Regions from separate parts of the Anser cygnoides genome. Here region 2 is linked to region 1. A link is a contact called in public Hi-C data. All regions are on one chromosome and are shown on one strand. Each heading gives the region's core, a stretch centred on a gene start, on an enhancer-like site or on the middle of the called end of the contact. The rest is flanking DNA. Distances are from core to core; before and after follow the strand shown.

What was found. A called contact is a pair of places that touch in the nucleus more often than the background predicts.
Region 2: a Hi-C map of liver shows a contact between it and region 1, with 1.9 times the contacts expected there. The contact joins two enhancer-like sites. A contact is called at or near these places in 5 of 7 Hi-C or Micro-C datasets (fetal liver, granulosa cells and liver).

What each region holds. Positions count from the first base shown.
Region 1 is chr2:55,247,594-55,253,574 of Taihu_goose_T2T_genome, forward strand. The region is part of intron 1 of TNS3 (tensin 3); the gene reads left to right. Among named protein-coding and RNA genes, the nearest start is that of TNS3, 23 kb to the left of the region's middle. Within about 2 kb of position 3,753, at least 1 of the 3 cell types and tissues checked has open chromatin away from gene starts, as enhancers often do. A contact at or near this core is called in liver, where this site is marked.
Region 2 is chr2:55,411,398-55,417,378 of Taihu_goose_T2T_genome, forward strand. The region is part of intron 17 of TNS3 (tensin 3); the gene reads left to right. Among named protein-coding and RNA genes, the nearest start is that of TNS3, 190 kb to the left of the region's middle. Within about 2 kb of position 3,229, at least 1 of the 3 cell types and tissues checked has open chromatin away from gene starts, as enhancers often do. A contact at or near this core is called in liver, where this site is marked.

The DNA of each region.
Region 1 (5,981 bases), core at 2,503-5,002:
CAAACTGCAACCTGAACAGCAATTTTATAAAAAAATAAAAAATAAAAATAAAAAAATTGCTTCCAGGAACAGAAACATTTGTGGTAACTGTAGCTGTTGTTAATATATCCTCCTTTTGTTTTTACCAAGTGTTCTTTTCTTCATGTGCAATCAAAGCTGGCTACACTGGTGATGGAGGTCACCCTTGATCAAGCGCCACATGCTGAAGAGCCTGACTTTAATTTCAATCACACTTGCAGACATTTCAAGCTCTACTGCAGCACTGCTGAAAGACTTGTATCAGGGGAATTGACTCTGAATGACTTGCAAGCATGGAGATCTTCAGTGTTATGCCTGCTTTATTACTCATTTCAGCTTGATTTACTGCTGATTTTTAACTTGTAAGCAAACTATCTCCACAAAGTAAATTGTGTCAGCAGTCAAGCTGACTGTTGTACAGTAAATGTGTGACATTTTTGAAACGTGTGTTCTGCAGTCTGAAGAAGCTATTGCACACTGCCGTTAATCTCGGGGCCCTTCTCATTTCCTACCTTGGGCTCCAAGGCCATACTTAACCGTAAACAAGTGAGTCTCTATCTGATGGTTTCTGTACATCTCTGCTGTGGTTCACTGTAGCTTTCTGTGAGTCTGGAGACACACAGTCCTCAATTCATAAACACTGAAAATATTATTGAATGTTATATATTTTGTATTCAAAATACAAGTCCTCAATTCCCGTGGCACTAGAAAAGGAGCAGCAAAACATTAGAGATGGCATGTTCAGCACTGACAAAATGACTCTTGTCTCAAATGTCATAGTATCTTTATAATTCATAGGAAGTGAATGAGAGGCAGAAAAGCTTCTCTTTCCTCAGGTGTGCTTGTAATTTGCCAGTCTTGGTCAATGCAACACACAAACATAGGCAGTGCAGATTTCATTCAAAGTATACTATTTAATGCTTACTTCTGCTCAGAACATGAAGAAAAAGAAACTGGAATAATTTTTATTAGCACAGAGATCAGTCAGAGGAATTCAGCTGTCTTAAACATACTCTCCCAGGTTTTCACCCAACTTCTAGCTGTGCCATTCTGACCCTGAGGGAGAGATAGTAAGGCAGAATGGGTAGGGAGAAACCTCTGTTGACCAGGAATAGGGTGATTAATTGAGTTGTGCCATGATACATTGCAGGGCAACTGACAGGAGGAAGGGGGATAGGCCAAATTTTCACCAGGTCCATGAAAGGCAAAACTGTGCTGTTAATATGCATCCCTTTTACCACCTAAGGACAATACTAAGTTTGAATCCAGCTCTGGCAAACATTTTTTTCTCTTTTGCGCTTCAGATGCTGAAACCTGTGTTTCTTTACTGCAGTGGGGTGGCATTTAAATTGAATGCCCTTTGGTTTACAAAAGGAGGAAAGATAAATAGCAAGAGCATTTAAAAGAAGCAGCAAATTCTATAAGCAGCAAAATTTATTAAAACTGTTTTCCTGTGCTTTAGTCTTGGGGTCAGTCTCCTGAATGGATTTTTTGATAAATAAGGACGTGCTCTCATGACTGTGTTCTTTTGATGGAAGCATATACAGTTTTCATCTTCCAGCTAACTCCTGTTTGCAGGAAACTTGAAGGAACTATCATAAGGCCTTCTTATATTTTGGCCAGGATTGACGTTACCAAATTAAAAAACAGCTAGGGAAGAAACTAAAGACAGAGATCTAAAGCACATATATTTCTGTACTCACAAGTAATAGTTAGGAAACCAAGCTAAAAATAAAAGGAAAAGACAAATGCGTTTTGTAAGACTAACATAGCATGCTTTCTTGCAGTTAAATGTTCAGTATGTGCCACCTCTCACACTACAGTTTGCTGTGAAATTACAGCTTTTCACAAGCATTAATCAAGCACATGTTTTATAGTAAGCTAGATGGCTTCTGGAATAAATGATCAGCCAAAGCTGAGCCAGAAAAGTCTGCCAAACTTGCATAAGGATGCTCTGTCATAGACATGTTTAAAAAACTCAGTTTTTAGCAATTCAGACGGCAATGAGAGGTATTTTTTTTTAAAGGAGTATATATAAATTAAACACGTGTACCTTTTTTTCATAATTAACTCTCTCGTATTGTTAAACATTTGATAAAGGTCACACAGGCAACAAGCAAAAGTACTGTTGGAATTTTTATTTTACCATAAAACTTCAAGTAATTTTACTCTATTTTAACTGTTCTAGCTAATTATTAGAGACAGTGAACGATTCACCTTTTGAGGAAGGTGGCATTTGTCCTGTGTATCCATCAGGGAGAAGAAGGCTGTTCAGTGATTACTGAAAACACAACTGAAACTGTGCTTATTTAGCAATTTCTGCAATTTCATCAGAATGCTGAAATTTCATTGGAATGGCCAAATAAGGTTGAATAGGCTGGGTCTGTGACGGTAGAATTAACCTCTATTCATCAGTCTCTGCTGTTGGAAGTACCTGAGCATAATAGTGCTAGGATACTAGCATTTGTACTGCTGATTAAACCTTACCCTGGGATCCTATCCAAGGAAAAGAAAGTAACTTTCCTTAGAACAAGAGCATTCTCCTTCTTAAGTTTATTTTCAGGTATGCCGTTACAAAGTGCTGAACATGAGATCTCCCTTCCTTTTCTATACCTATAAATTACAGAGCAATATTTAATAAAGTTCTGCAGGGCACAAGAGTTAAGACTGCATGATGTGCACACTTGAGGTTTCTGTGGCCACGTTTGCAAACAATGAGGTGTTTTTATCTTGTTTCCTTTGGGGAACAACTTTTGTGTAATCTGGTTAAATGGTACAAGTATGCGTGTGTATACACACAATTTATCCCGAGGCAGAAATATGAATGAATTGTTAAAGGTCAGTGGTTGCCTGGTTGCTGAGCCAATGGTAAAAGACCCTCCTCTAATAGGCCAAAGTGCTTTACTTTCTTGGTTATGTTCACTCACATAAGTTACTGGAATGTGGATGAAAAATCCTCTTGAAGATTGTTAAAACACTAAGTGCAATGTATCTTTGACATGCTTGCTGCTCGTACTGTAACTTACTCCTAGCATGCATTATGTCAGCCTGATAACTTAGCTTCAGATGGTCTCTGAAGTCATAAACTCAGCAGTGTGATTTCAAAATACAATCTCTGTCTGGTGTGTTTCGATTTGCTTGTGTTGTGTCATTTTATGGGGACTATTTAAAACTGAATCTTAGAAGTTCACCAAGTTTCATTTGCTAAAACTTCTCCACATGAGAATCACAGCAATGAGTGTTACAAAAGAAGCGGGAAGGCCTTGGAAAAAACGGTCACAAAAGTCTGTCTTGTAGTTATGCAACCACTGTACATCTGTCTGCTATTGCAGCAGGCAGAGGAATGAGCATAGGCTCCAAAATAAGCATAGGCTTCATAGAGCTTGAAAGAGAAATTCCCCTCCTGAACGAGAGATTTGAGTATGAGCTAACTTCCCTTATTTTAGGCTTAGCTCTCTTCTCCATTGCGAAGAAACAGAAACTATCTAGTTTATTTCAGTGGTGGGATAAGGAGGGAGCAAGAAGATCAGTCAGTTTAAATTTGATGTACGCGAGCTATTCTGTACAAATTCTGCTTTTGTAAAGTTGGGAGTTCTTTTAAGAAACACCCCCCTTTCTGAACTGCCGGGACACCGCTGACAGCGCCTGGGAGCGGACACAAGCCCCCTGCTTTCTCTCCGTGACGGCGCGCGAGAGGTCCGGCGGCCCAGGCAGCCACCCCGCTCCGGCCGCCCTCGCGAGAGCGGCTGACGGGGCTGGGCGGGACCGGGGGCGGCCCCCTCCCGCCCCCTCCTGCAGGGGCGGCCCCTCGGAACATGGGGAGACCAGGACGAGCGTAGGGGGCCCGGCGCAGCAGTTCGGGCCGGGAGAGTCCAGAAGTTTGGGCATCTCGATCGGGAGCCGTGGTATCCAGCCATGGCTTCTCGGAGCTTGGCACCCTCCACAAGCATCGCAGCCTCCCAGCCAGAGCTCCGGGGCGAACACGCTGCCCCCAGGTGTCAGGCTGCACACTGTGCCCTACTCTTAGGCCAGCAAAACCACCTTCCCCCCATCCATTCTCTTGCACCTCCTCCCCCCGAGCAGCGCAGGGGAATGGGGGTTGCGGGCAGTCTATAGCACTTCTCTGCCGCTCCTTCACCATCAGACTCTGCCCCTGCTCCCCGTGGGGTCCCTCCCACGGGATGCCGTCCTTCCCGAACTGAGCCTGCGGGGGCTGCCCACAGCCAGCAGCTCTTCAAGAACTGCTCCCACACGGCTCCGTACCACGGGGTCCATCCCCAGGAGCAAACTGCTCCAGCACGGGTCCCCCATGGGCGGCAGCTCCCCCCAGACCCCTGCTCCTGCGGGGGCTCCTCTCCACGGGCTGCAGCTCCGGCCCGGGGCCTGCTCCTGCGGGGGCTCTCCATGGGCCGCAGCCTCCTCCAGGCCACATCCACCTGCTCCACCGGGGGCTCCTCCACGGGCTGCAGCGTGGAGATCTGCTCCGTGTGGGACCCATGGGCTGCAGGGGGACAGCCTGCTCCACCAGGGGCCTCTCCACAGGCCGCAGGGGAACTGCTGCTGCCTGCCTGGAGCACCTCCTCCCTCTCCTTCTTAGCTGACCTTGGTATCTGCAAGGCTGTTTCTCATTCCTCACTCTCCCAGCTGCTGTTGTGTAGTAGGTTGTTTTTTTTTTCTTTTTCTTTTTTTTTTTCTTTCCCCTTTCTTAAATATGCTCTCACAGAGGCGCAAACAGCATCGCTTATTGGCTCAGCTCTGGGCAGTGTCAGGTCCCTTTGGAGCCGGCTGAAACTATCTAACATGGGGCAGCTTCTGGATTCTTCCCACTGCTGCCTCTACGGGGCCCAGATTTGGGACGTGAAGAGAAAGCTTCCTGCCCTGGTTTATCCCTTGGACAATTACCTGTTACTGATTTTTCAGGTAGGCAATGATGAAGCTTCAAGATGAAGTCCGAGAGCAATCAAGAGAGACTTCAGGGCCTTGGTACAACTAGTTAAGGGGTCAGGAGCACAGGTGGTGTTTTTCTCAATACCTCCAGTTGCAGAGATTGGCGAGGCGAAGAACAGGGAGAGCCAGCAAATCAATATCTGGCTCCAAACCTGGTGTCATGAGCAGGACTTTGTTTTTTTTGATCATGGGTCATTTTACAAGACACCAGGCCTGCTGGCAATGGATGGGGTTCACCTGTCTCTAAGGGGGAAAAGGATCTTTGCTCGGAAGTTAGCACTACTCATTAATAGGGCTTTAAACTAGATTTGAAGGGGGAAAGGGATAAAATCAGGCTGGACAGAGACAAGCCGGGGGTAGCAGAACAATTGTTAAGGGATGATGTGTTAGCAAGGTCCATCGGTCTTCTGCCCCTGTTGAGGTAGGGGATGGAGAGCCATGTGGCACCAAAGGCACAAGGAACATTGGCGGGTTAGAAATGACAAAAATGACTGGGAATGGTCATGCAGGAATTAGGGCATCTCACTGCAAAAAGATGATGGGATCACTAGCCCAACTGAACTGCATCTACACCAATGCACGCAGTGTGGGCAACAATCAGAAGGAGCTGGAAAGCCATTGTGCAGCAGTAAAACTATGACATACTTGTCATCACAGAAACATTGCTTGCACAATTAGATCACTGCAATGAATGGCTACAAACTCCTCAGAAGGGATAGGCTAGGAAGGAGAGGCAGTGGGGTAGCCCTGTATGCTAGGGAGTGTTTTCATTGTCTAGAGCTGAACAGTGGTGAGTGTTTATGGGTAAGAACCAGGGGAAAGGCCAATGAGGCAGATGTCATGGTGGGCGTCTGTTATAGACTGCCTAACCAGGATGAAGAGACAGATGAAATATTCTACAAACAAGTGGGAGAAGCCTTGCAGTTGCTAGCCCTTGTTCTCATGGGGGGCTTCAACTTACCAGATATCTGCTGGAAATAGACCACAGCAGAGAGGAAACAGTCTAGGAGGTTTCT
Region 2 (5,981 bases), core at 1,979-4,478, 160 kb after region 1:
TATTGAAGTAAGTAACATAAAGAATAACATTTTATTAAAGAAAATATTTTTAAAAGAAATATTCCTTCATATAGCTTTACCACAATAATAATAACTTTTTAAGTTTGCCTTTATGTCAAGTGCCAAAATGTTCTATTTTGAGTTTTTCAAGTACCATTTGCTTAATAATGGAACTTGATTTTAAAACTACCCATGGTTCCAAAGGTAAAACAATCTGTATGTGGCATGCTGCCACGTCTGCTTGAAACTGGGAACATTCTGGTTTTCCTTGCTTTAGGAATTATTTACTTACATATCTGGACTTCTCCTGGCTGTTGTATAAGGAATCATTTATGCATACCGTGAACAAAACAAATTGGGGAAAAAGCAGGTTGACTAAATGAATATTAAGGATGAGGAAGACCTGGAGTGTTTTGCCCTCGGTACATCGTCTCTTGATGGAAATGGAGCATTCTAGCTGCAAGGAAAAATTCCAAGTTACATAGGTTAGGTGCAATAGCCAGTATCATTTCATGTCTCATCTGAATCTAGATGACAGTTGTAGTTCTGACCATAAAACACAGATGTTCTGATATTTTGTTTCAAATTGTGCACAGCACTTCAAAAGAACGTCACAAAACATCACAATGTTCTTCTAGCCATATAACTGAATACTGAAAAAGCAACCTGCTGTTCTCAGCTCTATGAGAAAAGAGGTAGATACCTTGAAACAGCAGAATTACTCTACTTTGGGTTGAGTGTTAAATGTTAACTAGAATTAAAAATGAAAACAGGTAAAAACATAACTCACCGAGTTTGGTAAAGTCAAAAGTGTATTCCTGCATGCTGGGGAGCAAACTAATGTACAGTGTCATGGGAAGTTATTCTCCAGACATGTTCACACTGATTTCCCTCCACAGGGCACAGCTGAAGTACCAGTTTAGTCCGACTCTATCCCCTGTGCATGTACATATATGCAGTAAACCTGAAGTACTCAGCATGCTTGCAGTGGAAGACTGTAAATATGCTATATATGAAAGAACACAAAACCATATAATTTAAGGTAAATGATCACGTAAAATAACAATAATGCCTTGTTGTTCGTTAGCAGTCTGTGGTAAAAGAGCACAGGCGTACTAGATATGGTTTACCTTACCTCTGAGTAGTCTTAAGGAATTAACCTGAGCAGGATACTCACTAAGGCAATTAACTAGCTGTTTCCACTACTTCAGCAACAGGAGGTGTAATTAATAGCACAAAGAAATGCTTGCTGACATGGAGATGAGGAAATAACCATGAATAAAGGATAACCAAAACAGCAGTTGACTGCTGATCAGTGATGATCAGTCTTACACCAAGTTTTAGGGTGAGCCATCTTCCCTGTGACTCAAACAGTCCTTCACCTAATGTGTGTATCAAGAGAATTTGTTGACCTGTAATGGAGCGAGTTGGCAGATCAGGGCTGAACCGCCCTGAGATTGAATGGAAATATCCACTAATCGGAGCTGAGTCAATAACAAACAGTAGTGGAGATGAATGGGATTGATGCACTGTGTGTGTGCCTAAACTGAGTGTTAAATAACGAGAGAGTGGTAGGATTATCTGGTTTCTAGAATCATAGAATGATAGAATGGTTTAGGTTGGAAAGGACCTTAAAGATCATCTAATTCCAACCCCCCTGCAGTGGGCGCCATTAGACCAGGTTGCCCAAAGCACCATCCAGCCTGGCCTTAAATGCTTCCAGGGATGGGGCATCTGCAACTTCTCTGGGCAACCTGTTCCATTGCCTCACCACCCTCTGAGTGAATAATTTCTTTGGAATATCTAATCTAAATCTACCCTCTTTTAGTTTAAAAGCATTACTCCTTGTCCTATCACTACACCCCCCGACGAAGAGTCCCTCTTCTGCTTTCCTGTAGGCCCCCTTGAGGCCGCTATAAGGTCTCCCTGGAGACTTCTCTTCTCCAAGGTGAACAACCCCAACTCTCTCAGCCTCTCTTCATAGAAGAGGTGCTCTAGTCCCTTGATCATCTTTGTGGCTGTCCTCTGGACTCGTTCTAGTATGTCCATGTCCTTCTTGTGCTGGGGGCCCCAGAGCTGAATGCAGTCCTCCAAGTGGGGTCTCACAAGAACAGAGTAGAGGGGGAGAATCACTTCCCTCGGCGTGCCTGCCACGCTTTTTGTGATGCAGTCCAGGATACAGTTGGCTTCCTTGGCTGCAAGCACACATTTCTGCTTGGGATTTCCCCAGCATTTCTGCTGTATTTCGCCTGTATTTCTGCTTGGGATTGCCCCAGCCCACATGCAGGACCTTGCACTTGGCCTGGTACAACTTCTTAAAGTTCACACAGACCCTCCTATCAAGCCTGTCAAGGTCCTGCTGGATGGCATCCCTTCCCTCCAGTGTGTCAACTGCACCACACAGCCTGGTATCATCAGTGAACTTGCTGAGGGTGCACTCAATCCCATTGTCCATTTCACCCACAAAGATGTTAAACAGTGCCAGTCCCAAAACTGACTGATGAGGAACAACACCACTCGTCACCGATCTCCACTTGGACATTGAGCTATTGACCGCAGCTCTTTGAGTGAGATCATCCAGTCAATTCCGTACCCACCGAGTGGTCCGTCCATCAAATCCATGTCTCTCCAGTTTAGAGACAAGGATATCGTGGGGGGCAGTGTCAAATGTTTTGCACAATCCAGGTAGATGATGCCAGTTTCTCATGCTATAACTCTGTCGTAGAAGGCCACCAGATTTGTCAGGCATGATCTGCCCTTAGTGAAACCATGCTGGCTTTTACCAATCACCAACTTATTTTCCATGTGCCTTAGCATAGTTTCCAGGAGAATCTGCTTCATGATCTTGCCAGGCACAGGGGCGAGACTGACTGGCCTGTAGTTTCCCAGGTCTTCCTTTATACCCTTCTAGTGTGAGCGTTCAGAGAATCCATGCCTTACAAATTCATGTACCTATTTTCAATGCCCTGCAAATAAATGTGTGTGAAGTCTGAGAATGTACACTGTTGCACGTTCATACCTCTCTGTTCACTTGTATGTTTCTGCACTGTTTGCAGAAACAGCAGATAAGCAGCTACCACTCCTTTCACACTTCTTCGCAGGGGCTTTTATACACATGTATCCTTAACAAGTTTGTCTTTATGCAGTATGTGTTACAGAATGTTCACTATTTAAAAAAAAATAAAAATGAAAGTGAACTATTTCCTTAAACTTGACTGAGCAAAGTTCTTCAACACAGTTGTCATTCCCTGAAGTGTTTTTCATAATCCCTTCTTTAGAAATCTTTTTGGTAAAATTGCTGCTGGTTCCACTGGCACATTTGGCCCAGTTTTTACAGCTGGATATATATGATTGTATATGGACCTGCATGTGCAGCTATTTTTTATGTAATTGATGTATGCACTTTTGGCATTTGAATGAACTGTCAAACTGTGGCACATAACTATAAATAAAATTGTGCAAAGTACTGACTGCTCTTGTAATGGTGTTCTGGACTCTGTCCAAAATGAAGTCTTGGCTTAAGTACTCATTGTTTTTGAGAACAGGAGGAAGTAGATAATGATCCTTGTTTGTTTATTTAATGTTGTAAGATGTGTCTTAATGAACCATGCAGAACAGTGGTTGAGCTTTTTCACTCAGTGCTATGTGCATAGCTTGTCAGAGGTGAATCAGTGCTCTGTATATGAAAGAAATTCTAATTTTTGCTTTTACATGAGCTGAGTTACATTAAGATGAGTTTGGTGGGGTTTCTGGTAGTAAATGAAGATACCATGTACTAGTAACACAGTGCTGCAGTAGTTCTTCATTTTCAGTTTCGGGAAAGTATGGACTCTCTATGTTCTCTCTTTACTTCACTCTATGCATATTCTTTCATGCCTAGTAATGTATGATCTTAATCTGCTGTTAGAGATCACTTGTAAGACTTGCTTCCTCTAACCAGCCATCTTTTATCACAAGTATTGTCCCTGAGATGTAGGGAAGGAAAGCTAAAACAATGTTTTGATCGTACCTAGCAAACTGTAAAAGCAGAAAACAGAAAACTTTTTACCCATTTTCAGTAAAACCTACCACTACTTTCAACCATGTCTCATTCCCATCTCCCTCTTAAAATGGCATGATTTGTTGCTTTAGAAAATCTTGGAAGCATGTCCTATGAGGAGAGGCTGAGAACACCTCAGTGGAACAGGCTTCCTAGAGAGGTGGTTGATACCCCATTTCCATCAGTGTTCAACAGGCGTTTGGGTAATGCCATTAATAATATGTTTTTACTTTTACTTTTCAGAAAAATGTAGCCTGTTTCCATCACCATGATTAAGAGATAAATGTCTATGTAAGTGAGCATGAGTAAGGGAGGGACTGTCTTTTCCATAAGGTCAAAATTCTGTTGTTTCTCTTAGCTAATTCTAATCATCTTTTACATGCGTGAGTTAAAATTTTCTTTGAATATATTGCCTTAAAACTTCCTCAGGTCCTTAATGCGGTGGGTGCAATGCAGATATACGGTTGTTACAGTCTTACATTTTGCAGGAGACTAGATGGTTTTTCAGCTCAATAAATATTTCATTAAAGTAGACAAAGCCATCTTCCTTCCCGCCCTCAAAAAAATCCCTACATCTCTAGATGACATGGAAAATTAAGAATAACAAGGTGGCTAAACATCTGCAATATCTTCAGAGGTTATTACTTTATCAAAAATAAATCTTTGAAAATGATTCAAATTATGGTTTCATAAATCATGCTACAGCATAGCTACATGCTTCAGACAGAGGAGGAGAAGGAAATAAATCTTTTTTTTTTTGCTTACTTTATTAAATAATAATTTTAAAAAGCATTGAACTATTCCAGATGTTTCCATTCACTCTGTTATGTTCCATGGGAGAGCAAACCCAGTCCATCTGAAAGACCTGAAGTGACAGTTTTTAATTGAACTACAGTTAAAAAAATGAGTTTTTTAGTTTAAAATTGAGTTTGAATTCAAATGTTTTAGCTAAACTACATTTAGTTAAACTAATTTGTAAGCTAAAGTTAAAAATGGAATTGTAATTGCATTTAGCAGCACTGTAATTTTTTGGTCAATTTATGCCATGTTCATTTCACTCCAGAAATATTTATCAGTCATGTAACTTCCAGGATGTGTGCCTGACAGTAGCATCATTATGAAATTTCTGTATGGGTGTACAGATATGACTGAGTTTTGCAAGAGGTATACCACCCATAATTGGCACAGTGTAGAAGGGCCAAGAAGCCAAAGTGTCCAGATGTATGAAGCTGCTCTGTCTTGTGCAGAAAGATTTAATGGCCTATGCGGATTTGGGGTAGAGTTCAGATCTTTTAATTTGCTTGTTAGGCTGTTGGGTTATCAAGTGTCTGAATCCTAGACTACTTCCCATTCTAAGTAAGGAAAAACAATACTTTGCTTATGCATCATTGTTAAACATGGGACATTTTTTTTGAGAACAAAGAGATTTTTATGACTGCAATAATACTTCCTACTACATTTGAGAAAGGTTAAGACACTGAAGTTATCACAGACACCACTCAATCAGCTTTTGTTCTACTGAATCCCTTTGAAACAGTGTTCCTGTAGAGATAGGGATCTGAACCTTTGGACATAATTGGTGTTGAATACATAAAAGTTGGAATGATTGTTTGTTTTAATCTTACAAGTAGCGTAGGTTTATTTTCAGAAGATAATGCAGCTCACTGATCAGTACTGCGTTCCTGTGTGTAGATGAGGAGGTACCTTTTAGTTGGAACATTATGGTATAGTTTCTCTTTGGATTAATTACAAGTTATTTCCTTGCTTGACTAAACAGTCAGAGTGCAGGAATCAATTTGCAGAAGGGGGTGGTTGAGGAAGGAGATGCCAGTGAATTCACCAACACCTTTTTGCAGGGAGACAGGAGACTAGCAGCATGTTATCTGCTGGTATTTCCTATCCAAACAGGACAAACTCCTGGTTGCTTACCAGCTTCACGTAC